2 separate regions of the Astyanax mexicanus genome follow, and region 1 is linked to region 2. The links are chromatin contacts, called in public Hi-C maps. All regions are on one chromosome and are shown on one strand. Each heading gives the region's core, a stretch centred on a gene start, on an enhancer-like site or on the middle of the called end of the contact. The rest is flanking DNA. Distances are from core to core; before and after follow the strand shown. Region 1 holds the start of LOC103022296 (caspase activity and apoptosis inhibitor 1). Region 2 holds the start of alpk1 (alpha-kinase 1).

Region 1 (3,986 bases), core at 665-3,164, 300 kb before region 2:
TATAAACTAATTACCGTAAATAAATACTAAACCCGCAAATAACTGTTTCTAATTAACTTATCTGACTTTTAAAGCTCTAACAAAGGCTACACTGCTTAACAAGACCAGACTGATACTGTTTTCACCTCTTTAAATGCTTTAATGATCCTCTGTGAAGAAAAATAACACAAAATCGAATCGGATCCGCTGGTATTCCCTGCCGCTGTGCTGTGACTTCAGTTAAGCATTAGCTAAACGCTAGCATTTTTCTAATTACTTAACCGATCTCGTAATTCAGAGGATCCAGTGATATTTAGGAGGTAAAGGTACACAGAATAAAACGTACAGGGTTCTGAACATATTTATTTACCAGAGAATGTAATAGAGACCTGTTTTGAAAAGCCCATTAATTTTTTCCATTGACCTGAACAACGTGGCGAAGACTACATGACTGCAGTGGTCTATTTCACGGAGCTGCTGCTGCACCGGACATTAAAACACACTTAAAACCATAAATCCAGCTCAGATCCTCTTATTCTGTGGGTCGAAGTGAAACAGCGTGTTAAAGAAAGAGATAAAAAAACTTCTTCATACCTTCTGTAGTTCAGCTGATCCTGCTCTTCCTCCGACGCTGCAGCAAAACAAATCTACAGAGCCCCCAAACTCATCCTCATCCGGGTTATAGAGAGCCCCGCCCCCTCCCCCGATATATCACATTATACCTCATCACCGCTAGAGGGAGCCCGCGAGGGAGTCCTCAGTGCATGAAGCTGAATGGAGCTAAACAACTAAAACTCTCATTTAAAACACTGTAGAAATACATGTCTGGGGTTTTCTTTTTCATTTGCAAAGTAAAACAAAGTATTTTTTTTATTTAAGAAAAGAAAACGGACCCCGATATTTTAATTTTCTACAACAAATGTTTTTAGGTCAGTAGATTCATTAGCATTACTGCTACTGATGCTGCAGTTACACCCAGAGCTCGTTTTTAAAGAACTGAAACTGCTAATTGATAATTTAATAATTATCTATACTGTTCTGAAACAGTTCATGTTATTCTGTGTTGAGGAAATGATTATAATGTTCAGTATAAAAAGCATTGAACATTTATAAACTATTATTTTGATCAGTTGTTTTATATGAACATGGGTTACATGTGAAACGGCTGAGCAAAATAATAGTTAATAAATGTGTTATGCCTTTTATGCTAAGAATCGGACATACATTTTTACATTTCAGACTGAGAAACCATGGGCACGTATCAGTTTGACTCTTTTTATAGTAAAATATATATATCCTCCAAAACCCTTTAAAGACGAAATGTTTACACTATCATATCTAGTAGCAAGACTGTTAATTTTCATGAGCTCAACTTTATTCAAATAAAGAGAGAAAACGCATCACTGCTCAAAGTGTGAGAAGTGTTTTACTACACAAAATGAGCTCAAAATACACCAGCGCATTCACACTGGAGAAAACCCGTATCAGTGCTCAGAGTTTGAGAAGAGTTTTAATCGGCAGTGTAATCTCCAACGACACCAGCGCGTTCACACAGGAGAGTAACCATGTAGCTGCTCAGACTGTGGGAACAGTTTTACTATTGCAGGTTGTAATTGGAGATGACCACACCTCACACTCTTATTGTTAATTGTTTTATACCTTTATAAATACATATATTATTTTTACTGGTTGAATTTATTTATTTTTCTTTATTTTTAACAGGTAGAATATAAACCAGTGATTTTCATAACTTACATTTGAGATGCTTTTTAAAAACATTTTTTCAGTCAAATAAAAATATAAATTAAGTGTATATGTGTGTGTGCAAATGAAATGTATATATGTGTGTGTATATATAAATAAAGTGTATCTATGTGTGTGTGTATATATAAATAACGTGTATATAAATGTGTGTTTAATGGGATCAATGAAAGAAGCTCGCACTCACGGCGCTGCAGGACTTTTATTTTGACAGCTGCTCCTCCTCAGCGGCGGACAGTGTGATTGGATGAGGAGCTGTAAGTCGGGAGGTCCCGCCCCCCGCAGCCGGTGATTGGCTGGCGGAGTGTGAGCGGACGGAGCGGGCTGTGTTTTAATCAGTGTTTATATATATAATTATTATTATTAGTGATAAATATATATAATATCAGAATGCGGGAGAGGAGGTGGAGCAGGGAGAAGAGGAGGAGGAGGAGGAGGAGCAGTGCGGAGGGAGAGAGGAAGAGGAGGAGTCCGGAGTTGAGCACTGAGGTCAGAACACTAACACTAGCGTTAGCATTAGCACCAGCTCAGACAGTAAACATACATACACATACAATGCAAAGAAAACAAGTTCATATTCATAACGTTTAAAGAGTTCAGAAATCAATATTTGGTGGAATATCCCTGGTTTTAATCACAGTTTCCATGCATCTTGGCATCATGTTCTCCTCCATCAGTCTTACGCACTGCTTTTGGGTAACTTTATACATTTATTCCTGGTGCAATATACATATAAATAGCAAAATTAGAGAAACCGATTCAGAAACTGAAGTGGTTTCTTAATTTTTCCAAAGCTGTATATATATTTACACATCCAGTGGCTTCCAAAAGTTGTTTTTTTATGTTTTTATGACCTAATTCTGGTGAGTTCCTTGGTCTTCATGATGCTGTTTGTTCACTAGTGTTGTCTAACAGAACAGCCATCAGTATTTATACTAAAACTAAATTACACACAGCTGGATTAACTCTATTAATTCATTAAGATAAGAATTCAGAAGAGAATTGATTGCCTTGGTTTTTATTTAGAGAGTGTCAGAGTAAAGTTTTGTAAACCACATATTATTTTCATTCCACTTCACTATTTTCTGCTACTTTGTGTTGATCTATCACTTAAAATCTCAATAAAATACGTTTAAGTTCGTGGCTGCAAGGTGCTTTACAGGGTCTATTTGCAGTTTATATACAGCAGTATATATTCTGTAAGTTTGTTTTTAGATGTTTCAATGTTGCATTATTTATTTTCTTATCTTACATTATTGTTAATGATGTTTACTAAATGAATAAAAGTTTATTATTGTTGTTATTATAGTAGAGCCTGTGTGTGTTTGTGTTGAAGGAGCGTAAAGAGGAGGAGGCGGATGGTCCGATGGAAGCAGCTGAGGAGCCGAGTGATGTGGAGGAAGGTGGGCTGGACCTGAATGTTCCTTTAAAACCCATAAGCGCCTTCGTCTCGGAGCGGCAGGAGATGCTGGAGCAGTGCTTCAGAGTCCTGGGAGAAAATAAGCTGAGGAAGATGCTGCCGGACGAGTTAAAGGTGTTTAAAATCTATAATAATCAATTCAGCATCAGAGACTGTAACTGCAGCTAGATTATTCACAATAACTAATATAAATATATAAACAGCACTCTGTAACCTTTCTTTCTGAAATACACAAATACTGTTAAAACTCGTTTTTAACCATTTCTTTGTCATCTGTAGTTTTTAGTATGGGGAAAACAGATTAAAATCGAAAGTCTGATGTTTAAAAAATAAATCAAAGATTTTTTTTGGGAGCTATGTCGCCCAGCTCTATATAGATCATACCTGCACCTTTACTTCTACTGTAACCTTACCTGCAACATTATTTGTACATTTACCTCTACCTTTACCTGCACCATGATCTCTAAAGTTACCTGCACAGTTACCTGTACCGTTACCTCTACCAATACCTGCACCTTTATCTGTACCAGTACCTGCACCGTTAATTTCACAATTACCTGTACCATTACCTGTACCGTTACCTCTACCATTACCTGTAACCATACCTGTGACCTTACCTCTAACCTCTACCGTTACCCCACACACTCCTCTACCCATAGCAATATAGTTCCATATTCTTCTCATCCGATCACTTTTCCATCTTTATTTATGACATAATTAATTTAATACTTACTTTGAGTTAATTTTCAAATACACGTCTGGATTTAATCTACTGCATTTTTGTTGGAGATAAATATGCACATGTTGCTTTTTATGTAAAGATAAT
Region 2 (4,066 bases), core at 1,122-3,621:
AGAAGTTTTTAAATAAGAATAATAACAGTATTCATACAGTAAACAAGTAAACAACTAAAATCTGTTCTTTTACTTTTAACCTGACATTAAAACTTAGCTAAAAGTTTGTATTTTTTTCTTAGGAATAAGCAAAAATCTGCAATAATACACACAAGGTTTGTGTTAAAGATATAATGTGTATTATTGGCACTGCTGTGCTGCAGGAAGTGATGTAGCTGTTCCTAGGACACTTCCGTTTAGCGGTATTTTTACATTTCCACATATCTATTCATTTATTTATTTACCTATACAATTATTTATACGTGTATTTATTTATTCATTTATATGTGCATTTATTTATATATGTATTTATTTATTTCAACATTTATATATTTATTTATATATTTATTTATTTTAACATTTATATATTTATTTATTTATACTTATGTCATTTTTGGTCCTCCGTAGTAAACACGCCTGCTTTAGTTTTTCACACTGCTGACCTGCCTGCAGTTACAGCGTCCGCTCACAACTCCTCCCTCCTTCTGATCTATAAATCATGCAGAGTACGTGCTGGATAGAGTCTGACTCGCTCCAACCTCACCAAACACTATAGTGATGCTTCTCTACTACAGGAACAAATATTTTACACTGAGAAAGTGATTATATGCGCTCAGACTGCGGCGCGCTTTCACTGCCTCCGTTTCAACAAGATACTGATCACATCTGGGTAGATCACCTCTGATAAGCGTGTTAAATCAGAGGAAAAAACTTCCCTCTTAAATCCTTATCAAAAGGATCAGAAAAAGAGGTTTGATAAATTTTTACTAATTTCTGACCGTATATTTGCTCTGTTTTTTAGAGATTTGTGAAATATGCGCTCTCATGTTGACAGCTGTATTTTTAAAAATAGCGCCACCGGAAGCGTCGAAGGAACAGACATGCGCAGTAGCTTTGTTATTGCTTTCCTCATTGAAACGTATTATAAACCGGCTCATGCTGACTCCTGTGTGTGTTCAGGCTGAATGTTTTAGGCAGAAATAGAGTCCGTGTGATTTTAAATCAGTGAAAACTGATTTAACTATTTAATCGTGTGTTTTTTATAAAAGCTAAAATTATCAGAGGAATTAAAATTTCGACTCCGGTGGGACTCGAACCCACAACCTTTGAATCGCTGCACTAGAGAAGCCTAGAAGTCCAATGCGCTATCCATTGCGCCACGGAGCCACCTGTTGCGCCCCTAGCCCGCCGCGCTCTTATAGATCAGAACCGGGCCAGAACCTAAATCCTGTAATACTAAGAGAGTATCTGTTACTCAGAAGCTTTTAATACTGATATAAATATATAAACAAAACAATAACTACTAACACTGAGCTGCAGCAGGGGATAACACGCTAAAGCTAACAGGCTAAGCTAACCTCTCACAGCAGTATTATCCGCTGTTGTGGGTTTATATCCTGCAGCTGAGCATTAACAGCAGCCAGAACTCTTAATTAACACAGTTTAATCACTATACACATTACTAACTGTAGAATTATCGCTCCGTTTTCTGTATTTTAGCAAAAAACGATCGCAGCTAATTCCACTGCTCCATTCCACCTTAAAAAGCTGCTGCTGCTGCTGCAGTTACAGCGTTCCGCCTGCAGGTGGCGGAAAAACACCAATTTTCATTTTTAACGCCACGGAGGCAATAATTTTACAAAAAAAAATGATAGACATACAGATAATATTTTACAAAACCACAAAGAATTATAGACAGACAGACAGACAGATATTATTTTACAAAAACCAAAAAAAAAGATAGACAGACAGATAGAAAAACTAAAAGTAGTGAATCAGAACCCCCAACTTTTCAAAACCTTCAAAGCCTTTAAATTAGTTTAATTACAAAAAAGCTGATGAATTTTAGAGAGTGTTAAATAATGGTCGTTTTAAGTTTTTTTCATCGTTTACATTAATAAATAAAACATTTATTGAATGTTATTTACTGTATATCTATTATATATCTGTCTGAAGATATATATACCTGTTCCTCTGTAAATCAGAGAATCACCGCGGACCGCTAGAGGGCGCTCGAGTGGCAGAGCTGAATGAAGGGAGTGAGCGGAGATAAACACTAAAAACTATTAAAAAACTAATAAAATAAACTAATAATATCTAACTAAACTAATAATAATGATGTATTTCACTAAAAAAGTACTTTTTATACATTTTTATGCAGTAAAGTCGCTGCAGTTCTGCTGCTGTGAGCTGATTGGTTGGTCAGAGCGTTAGCGTTCTGCTGCTGTGAGCTGATTGGTTGGTCAGAGCGTTAGAGTGGACAGTCTCCTCTGTATACAGTCTGTGGTAATGCCGCACGTGCACTGTAGTTACTTTGTTTTCTCCCCCTTCCGGCGGAAATCCCAGCATATAAGGTGGAATGGCGAGTTACGTAAAGAGCTGAGCATCAACTTCAAACTCATACTTATCTGAAATAGAGTGCTACCTTAAATGCAAACACACACACACATACACACACACACACACACACACACACACACACACATGCACACGTGAGTATGGAGTTCCCAGAGTTTCACAACAGAGTGAAAATAACGCTACCTTTAAATCTCCTCCTCCAGCTCCTCCAGCAGATCTGCTGCCTTACAGGAGAGTCCAGCTCTTCAGTCTGAGGTAAAACACTGATTAATACTGATAAATAATCAATACCACCTGATTACAACAAGATAAAATACCGTTTCTGCTGCTTTCAGCCTCATAACTTTATTACACCTGTAAACACTTCTGAAACTAGGTTTTAAAACCTTCCGAATGTATTACATTACAGCTGAGGCACCAAAACAACACAGACTGACTCTTCTAACAGTAAATATATTATTAAATTATGTTTCAGACCTAAAATCTTCTAAATATACTGCTATTCAGGCAGTGAATAAATAACAGTTTGGTGTAAGAACTTTATGTGAGGGAGTTTCTAGAAGTTTAAATATGTCTAAAAATGTGTGCTTAGAAAATAATTATACTATTATTACATTTCGAATCTTAATTACCCACTATTACACTATTGCTACACTATTATCACACATCTATAACTATACATTATTACACTATTATTAGACTATTATAGCCTTCTGTTCATTTATTGGTGGTTTTCAGTCACGTGTGTTTACTCTACAGCGGCATCAAAGCGCCGCCATGTTAATAGTAGTAGAAACAAATTTACTCCTAATGATCAGGCAGTAAAACTGGAGAAACAGATGTAAAGTTAGGAAATAGCTGCCAGTGACTCTACTTTAAATTAATTATCATCGTATCGGTACCTGTATATTACATAAATTACCTTATTTACAACAGGAGGGTTGTCTGCCCTGCGATGGATTGGCAGCCTGTCCAGGGTGTATCCTGCCTTCTGCCCGATGCCAGCTGGGATAGGCTCCAGCACCCCCCCGCGACCCTTAATGGATGAAGCGGTTGATAATGACTTGACTTGACAACAGGAGGGTTTACACCTGTAAACACTTCTGAAACTAGGCTTCAGAGTTTATTCAGCTGAAGCACCAAAACAACACAGTACAACTGTTCTAACAGTAAAATATATTACATAATTTTATATTTTAAGACCAAGTTTCAGACCTAAAATCTGAACAGATTAACAGCCTGCATTAAATTACTACATTCACACCAGTAACCCTTTATTTTACAGAGGCTGAGCTGCTGAACCGGATCAGGATCAGGATTTGAATATGAACGCTCCGGATGTGAGCGCTCTGCTGGAGGAGTGTCTGCGTTTGGCAGAAACACAGAGAACAGAACCGGACTCAGAAACCCACAGAACAAACCGAGGTACCGACCCACAACACTGACCTACAGATCACACTTCTAATTCTATAATAAAAAAAGTGATGTCAGTTAATAAAATATATATTTAATCAGATTAATCACAACCGAATTCTGTGATTACTCGCACCTTGTTCCCTTAAGACTGAGCTTTTAATAATGACTATTATTTGGGCGGTATGACCATAATATACAGCTCTGGAAAAAATAAGAGAGCACTTAAAATAATGAGTTTCTTTGATTTTACCAA

What was found. A called contact is a pair of places that touch in the nucleus more often than the background predicts.
Region 1: a Hi-C map of muscle shows a contact between it and region 2, with 12 times the contacts expected there. The contact joins the promoter of LOC103022296 here to the promoter of alpk1 in region 2. A contact is called at or near these places in 2 of 3 Hi-C or Micro-C datasets (both in muscle).

What each region holds. Positions count from the first base shown.
Region 1 is chr25:460,686-464,671 of AstMex3_surface, reverse strand. LOC103022296 (caspase activity and apoptosis inhibitor 1) reads left to right here and starts at 1,914. Exons shown (of 6, transcript XM_007235526.4): 1 at 1,914-2,229; 2 at 3,077-3,274. The coding sequence starts at 2,131. It overlaps LOC125787702 (zinc finger protein 501-like), which reads left to right. Exons shown (of 3, transcript XM_049472317.1): 3 at 1,551-1,617. The coding sequence ends at 1,602. LOC103022913 (zinc finger protein 239) reads right to left here and starts at 607. Exons shown (of 3, transcript XM_022668609.2): 1 at 574-607.
Region 2 is chr25:160,381-164,446 of AstMex3_surface, reverse strand. It overlaps alpk1 (alpha-kinase 1), which reads left to right and starts at 2,371. Exons shown (of 14, transcript XM_022668600.2): 1 at 2,371-2,652; 2 at 3,683-3,822. The coding sequence starts at 3,723. The region is part of intron 1 of apbb2b (amyloid beta (A4) precursor protein-binding, family B, member 2b); the gene reads left to right. trnar-ucu (transfer RNA arginine (anticodon UCU)) reads right to left here and starts at 1,206; the gene lies at 1,116-1,206.